Regions from separate parts of the Mus musculus genome. Here region 1 is linked to region 2. A link is a contact called in public promoter capture Hi-C data. All regions are on one chromosome and are shown on one strand. The core of a region is the stretch at or near the end of the contact, and the rest is flanking DNA. Distances in the headings are between cores, read along the strand shown. Region 1 overlaps Acbd5 (acyl-Coenzyme A binding domain containing 5). Region 2 overlaps Abi1 (abl-interactor 1).

What was found. Capture Hi-C pulls out chosen DNA fragments and counts their contacts.
Region 1: a contact with region 2 is called in a promoter capture Hi-C map of liver, with 2.0 times the contacts expected there. The contact joins two enhancer-like sites. A contact is called at or near these places in 1 of 484 Hi-C or Micro-C datasets (the HPC-7 cell line), 4 of 115 datasets of contacts at active chromatin or transcription factors (the 230-238 cell line, CD8 T cells and embryonic stem cells) and 3 of 9 other capture datasets (adipose tissue, liver and pancreatic islet).

What each region holds. Positions count from the first base shown.
Region 1 is chr2:23,080,131-23,083,331 of GRCm38.p6, forward strand. It overlaps Acbd5 (acyl-Coenzyme A binding domain containing 5), which reads left to right. Exons shown (of 14, transcript NM_001355637.1): 5 at 209-323; 6 at 538-570. Among named protein-coding and RNA genes, the nearest start is that of Acbd5, 13 kb to the left of the region's middle. Within about 2 kb of position 1,726, at least 7 of the 459 cell types and tissues checked have an H3K27ac peak or open chromatin away from gene starts, as enhancers often do. A contact at or near this core is called in liver, where this site is marked.
Region 2 is chr2:23,004,723-23,007,733 of GRCm38.p6, forward strand. The region is part of intron 1 of Abi1 (abl-interactor 1); the gene reads right to left. Among named protein-coding and RNA genes, the nearest start is that of Gm52502, 8.3 kb to the right of the region's middle. Within about 2 kb of position 1,704, at least 122 of the 459 cell types and tissues checked have an H3K27ac peak or open chromatin away from gene starts, as enhancers often do. A contact at or near this core is called in liver, where this site is marked.

The DNA.
Region 1 (3,201 bases), core at 476-2,975, 75 kb after region 2:
GAAATCTTTTAGATCTTTAGTATATATATCTTTAATTTGCTTGAAAAAAATGTAGTCTATATACATTATATATAATGTATTCCCTTTGGGTTATGTGCTAATGAATTTCAAATCTGAAAATTATTGACAAACTGGAAAAAGATTTTATATAACTACAGATCAACTTAATAGTTAGTGATTTTACAGTATTCCTTCCTCTTACTTACAGATTATTGAAACCATGCCCATGACTGAGAAAGTGGAAGAGTTGCTGCATGTTATAGGTCCATTTTACGAGATTGTAGAAGACAAAAAGAGCAGCAAGAGTTCTGACTTGACCTCAGGTTGTATGATTTTTGTTTCTTTTTAAACCACACCATCTCATGAACAAGGTTGGAGCAGGCTGGCTTCCTTCCTCACTGCCCTGTACCTGGGATCACAGGCGTGTTTAATCCCACGTAGTGCTGTGTTACTTTTCCCTCTTAACTCAGCAGCTGATATATTGTGCATACACTAACCCCTATATGTCTAATTTTCTCTTTTACTTTCACATGCCAGTCCGATTGGAGAAAATCTCTAAGTACCTAGAAGGTAGGAATAATGAAATCCATGTAAAACTTTTGTTTAAAGTTTCCAAGGCAGTGGTGCTGGAGTGACGGCTCAGTGGTTAAGAACACATCCTATTTTGCAGAGGAGCAAGTATGATTCCCAGCACCTATGTCAGGCAGCTTATATCTGCCTATTACTCTGGCTCTAAGGCATCACTGGGTGCCATCTTGGCTTTGTGGCCACCTCCACACACACATAGAATACCCTCATACTCACATACCTGCAAACATAAAAGTAAAGATAAGTAATGGGGTTGAAGAGATGGCTGGCTGAGTGGTTAAGAGCACTGACTGCTCTTCCAGAGGTGCTGGGTTCACTTCTAGCACTGACATGGTGCCTCACAACTGTCTCTAACTATAGTTCTACAGAATCTTGTGTCCTCTTTTGACCTCTGAGGGTACCAGGCATGCAAATGGTGCATAGATATATGTGCAGCCAAAACACCCAAATATAAAATAAAATTAAATAACTAAAGACAACTAATAGAAAAATAAATAATGAAAAGTGTACAGGGAAATAATTCTGTACACATATATAAAACATAAATTTATCATCTAGAAATTGTTATCCAAACCACACATATTGTATTGTGTGTTGTGGATGGCCCTGGTGCTGTTGTATTTTGATGTTAACTCCATTTTCCCAGGTGGGGTTGTCTGGAATGAGTCACATACTCAGGTGACTTCTTGTGAACCTTCCTCTAATGAATAAAGGAGTCAGTCACTGGGGGAGTAGGCAGGACTTCTGGGTTGGATGGAGGAAGAGAGGATGCAGGAGAGAGATAGGGGCTTTTGGACAGGGGTAGCGAAAGGACAAGATGGAATTACTAATGTCTCCTGGTTAGATGGCGAATCCATCAGGATGCACCACTGGAAGATTTAGATTTAATTGGTTTACAAGATTAGGATTTTAGCTGATACGCCCAGGGATTGAGTTACCATTGTTTCTGAACTAAGTTTGTGTGGTGTTTTCCTTCACTTGACTTGACTGGGTTCCAGAGAGAAAGGTACAGCGGCAAAGCATGGGTTAGCCTGATGTGTACCACAGAAGGCTGGGGGAGTTTTGAAGCATGGGGCTGGTGTGGCAGTGACCCCCCAGTGGGAACTTAGCGAACTGGGTGGAGAGATTTTGGAGCTCTGAGTCAGAGAGTCTCCATGAGATAACAGGCCAGCCATTGCCCAGCAGTGCATGGCTGGCTAGCCCTCTGGCACCGTGCCTGCAATAGTGTGGATTCAGTTTTTAATATTTCCTGAAACAAAAGTGTATGTTTTAACCTTATTAAAATTTGCCAAGTGGTTCATTTTTATATTACAGAAATATAGAATTTATAGTTTTTTGTGTTCTTTATTAAATTAAAATATTATTTATTTAGTGCGTTCATGCTGCTATGCCAAGGATAGAGGTCAGAGGGCAAACTGTGGGACTCGATTATCTATTTCTTCCTAGTGAGTCCTAGGGGTCAGATTAAGGTCCTTGGTCATGGCAACAAGAGCCTTTAACCACTGAGCCATCTCACTGTCCAGTTTTGTTTTCATAAATGATTTTGTCTTACGAAATATGTTATTTATACCATGGATTAAATGTGTTTTTTTTTAGCTTATTTGTAAAATATTTATTTATTTAGAAACAGTTTCTTGTCATAACCCTGGCTTTGAACTTATTCTATAGATGAGGATAGTCTTGAACCAGGTCAGTCTGTTTCCACCTCTCAGGTTGTGGGGCTACAGGAGAGTGTTTTCATGCTTCCTGCTTCTGTACTTACTTACAAATTCATTTATATGACACAGAGTCCATCCTGGTTGGCCCAAAATGTACTATGTAGAAGAGGCTGACCTGGAACATTCATCATCTTTCCTCTTAGTACTAGAATTTTTTCCCCCCCCCCCCGAGACAAGGTTTCTCTGCGTAGCCCTGTCTATCCTGGAACTCCTTCTGTAGACCAGGCTGGCCGCAAACTCTGAGATCCTCCTCCTGCCTCTGCCTCCTGAGTGCTGGAATTAAAGGCATGTGTCACCACTACCCAGCTTCATCTTCTCTTGTTAATAGTATTTTATTCTTTTGTATTGTAGATTTGAATGCTTTTTTTTTAAATTTAATTTTTTAGTTATGTATTATTACTAAATAGAAATAGAATTGTTTTGCTATATCAATCTTATATGTTTCATTTGCATTTACCATTTATTCTAATGGCTTTCTTCCATCCATCCATCCATCCATCCATCCATCCATCCATTCATTTTTGAGATAGGGTCGTACTTTGTAGCCCTGGCTGGCCTAGAAATCATAAGAGATTTATCTGCCTCAGCCTCCTAAGTACTAGGATTAAAAATCTCTGCTATCATACCAGAGATTATTTTTTTCTTCTTGTTTCTGGTATTCAGAATTTTCTGTACATATGAGCATGCCATAAATAGCAGATTATTTTTACAAATTATTTTTTAATTTTATGCATATGCATATCTTGTCTGGAAGTGTTTGTGTACCACTTGTATGCCTGGTGCCCTTGGAGGCCAGAAGAGGGCATCAGATCCCCTGGAACTGGAGTTGCAGATGATTGTGAGCCACTGTGTGGGTACTGGGAGTTGAACCCAGGACCTTTTGAAGAATATACAG
Region 2 (3,011 bases), core at 454-2,953:
AATCATGAGAGCACTTAGGGACCCAAGTTCTTTTCCCAGCAACCATACGGTTGTCTATCAGTATCTGTAACTCCAATTCCAGAGGATACAACTCCCTCCTCTGGCATCTGTGGGCACAAGGCACACACACTGTCAACATACAGTCAAGTGAACACTCATACACATAAAATAAATAGGACTTTTTTTTTTAACTCTAGAAATCAAAAAAAAAAAAAAAAAAACCCACAAAGATGTAACTTCCTAGAACCTTTGGGAATTAGCTAAGACAGTTAAAAGAAAAAGTTCATACTACTTATAACAAGCAGGCTAAATGGAAAAACTAAAGTCAGGAACAGGCAAATGTGCCCATTCATTCCACTGTTTCAATGCAGTATTTAAAGCCATAGCTAGAGCATTAATACAAAGAAAAATCAAGCTACAGATAGGAAAGGATGAAATCCAAGCATTCCTACAGACAATCTGATGGAGGCATTTCTCAACTGAAGTTCCTCTTTACAGAAAACTCTAACATATCAAGTTGACAAAATAAAAATAAACAAATAAATAAAAAATTATCCAGAACACAAGTACCATCATCAACACGCAGCTGTGGACTCTGACTACCGTACTACTTGCCAGGTCCGGCATGGCCTTGGTAGGGACAGAATGACATGGTTCCTGCCCCAGGTACAGAGACAACAGGCCTGGACCCCCACAAGTGTCCACGGCTGCTGTGGGTGTAAGGGTTGTTTGTATAATAATGCACATATTTTACGTTCCCCCTTCAAAGAAGGTTTTCCCTGTAAACATTAATGACTTCATGATAATGACTTCAGAGACAGCGTGAATCTGGGAGGCAAAGCTGTGGCTAACATGGTAACCACTGCGACTTTCAGGACAGCCCTGTGGGGTTGAACTCTGTGAAAAAGAACTCTAAAACCATGATTGCAAAAATATATAATTTTTCAACTATGAAAAATATAAGAATACAATAAAATTATGAGGGACTTCAGAAATGAAAAGTTACAAAAGCAGCTGTGAGGTGAGCCAACTTGTCAGAAAGATGCTAAGGAAGGGGAAAAAGATTTAGGAAGTGGTGGTTGCAAGAGATTCCACCCTGCTAATTTTTTTGTTTATGCTTACAAAAGCAGAAAGATTCTACAGTTCAAGGTCAGCCTGGGACAGAACAAAGTTAAACCCCAGTGTGTGGTAGAAATGGACAGGGTACCACCCAACAAACTTAACACTCTGTGCTTAACAGAGGCAAGCAGATCTCTGAATTCTTTTGCAGTTAAAAGGAAATGTGTACTTGCTTTCTCCCAAGAATTAAGGGGCTGGAGAGACAGAATGCTGATTCTTAGGATAATCAAAAGGAAACCTGGAGTAAATGACTGAATTGATATGTAGAATAAAAGACTGGGTTTATGATCTACAAGACATGAGCTATCCAGAGAATTTTCTTAGAGAATCAAGAGAGAACTGCTTAGAGAACTATCTCGAGCAGAACACAGCTAGAGATCTCTATCTAGAGAAAGTAAATCAGAGAAAAAGAAAGTACCCAGCTTCAGGTCGCTTGTTTTCACCGCCCCCAGACACCCTTTCCTCAGAAACCCTCTCCAAGCTGAGGCTGGTTCTTGGCAACTCCTGACTGGCTAGTCTAGATGTGCCTGCCCCCCACCCCCGCCCCGGAGCCGTAGTAAGAGCTAGTAAATGGGTGGAGTGCTGTGGAAAGTTGTCTTCCAAGCATGACAGGGCTGTAAGACTGAGCTCACAGCAGCATGATCACTGCCCAGGACTGGGTGGCCAAGCTGGGAAGAAATGAGTCAACACCAGTGGGAGGGGAACAAAGAGTAAGGGTGGGGGTGAATATGTTCAAAAAATATACACAGGTACGAAAATGTCACAAGACTACTATAAAAATTAATACATGCTAATTAAAGACAGAAATAAAACTAACAACAAACACCAGCAAGGATGTTAGGGAAAGGAGCCCTACTGATGGACACATACTGCCAAGCCTACCAACCTGATCTGGATCCCTAACACCTACTATGGAAGGAGAGAATGGACTCATGCTGTCCTCTGGCCTCCACATAGGCATGCTGTGGAAATCACATATTACATGTACACACACAAATAGTAACTTTTAAAATTGTAACTATCACATGACCCAGTTAAACCACTCGAATAAATATGAGTCTTGTCATAGCTAAAAAAGATGAAATAGGACTTGGGTACACAGGTAACAAAAACCAGTATGTATAAACTTCTGAATATATTGCTCAACTCTATGGTTTGGCATGGAAAGAGGTGATGTTACTCAGGACAAATTCTGACCCCATCTGAGAAACAAAAGGTAACAGAATATGCTGGGGGCTGGGGGCGGGTGGATTACTAAATATCCCGGGGGAAAGGGAGAAATACTAACCCAACTGGCTAGCTGGTGGTCCCTATACAAGTTCCTAAATGGGGCCTTAATGTTAGGTGGGGGTCCAGAATAGAAGGCATTATCTCTATTCTACCTTAGAGTCTCTGAGAGACCAAAATTAAGCCTTTAAATCACTCACAAATTACTACTATCTGCCAGAAGGAAAAGAGGAGACCCGTGTGGCTTTCCTGTTGAGGCTGTGCCATGAAAAAGTGTAACATAAAGATGAGATTACAGAAAGAGGTCCTCTCAAAAGATAACATTTTTACTCAGCCAGCCCTTGATATTAAAACAGTCTTCAGAAATTTGATTGTTGTGCCAAGCAAGCCACTAAATGATTTGGCTCGCCTACTGTGGTATTCTATAACCTAGATCAGAAGCAGGGGGGAAAGGATAAAGAAAGGCAGACAAGCAACACAGGGAACTGCCAGCTACCATAGGAACTCTTCCAGGAACACAGTCCAGCCCAGAAGGCCCTCCTTCCTCCAAGGAAGGAAGGAAGGAAGGAAGGAAGGAAGGAAGGAAGGAAGGAGAGGGGAGGAAGATGTTGAGTTTTTATTGTTTTTATTTCTATGTGAACTGACGTTTTGAATTTGTATGTCTG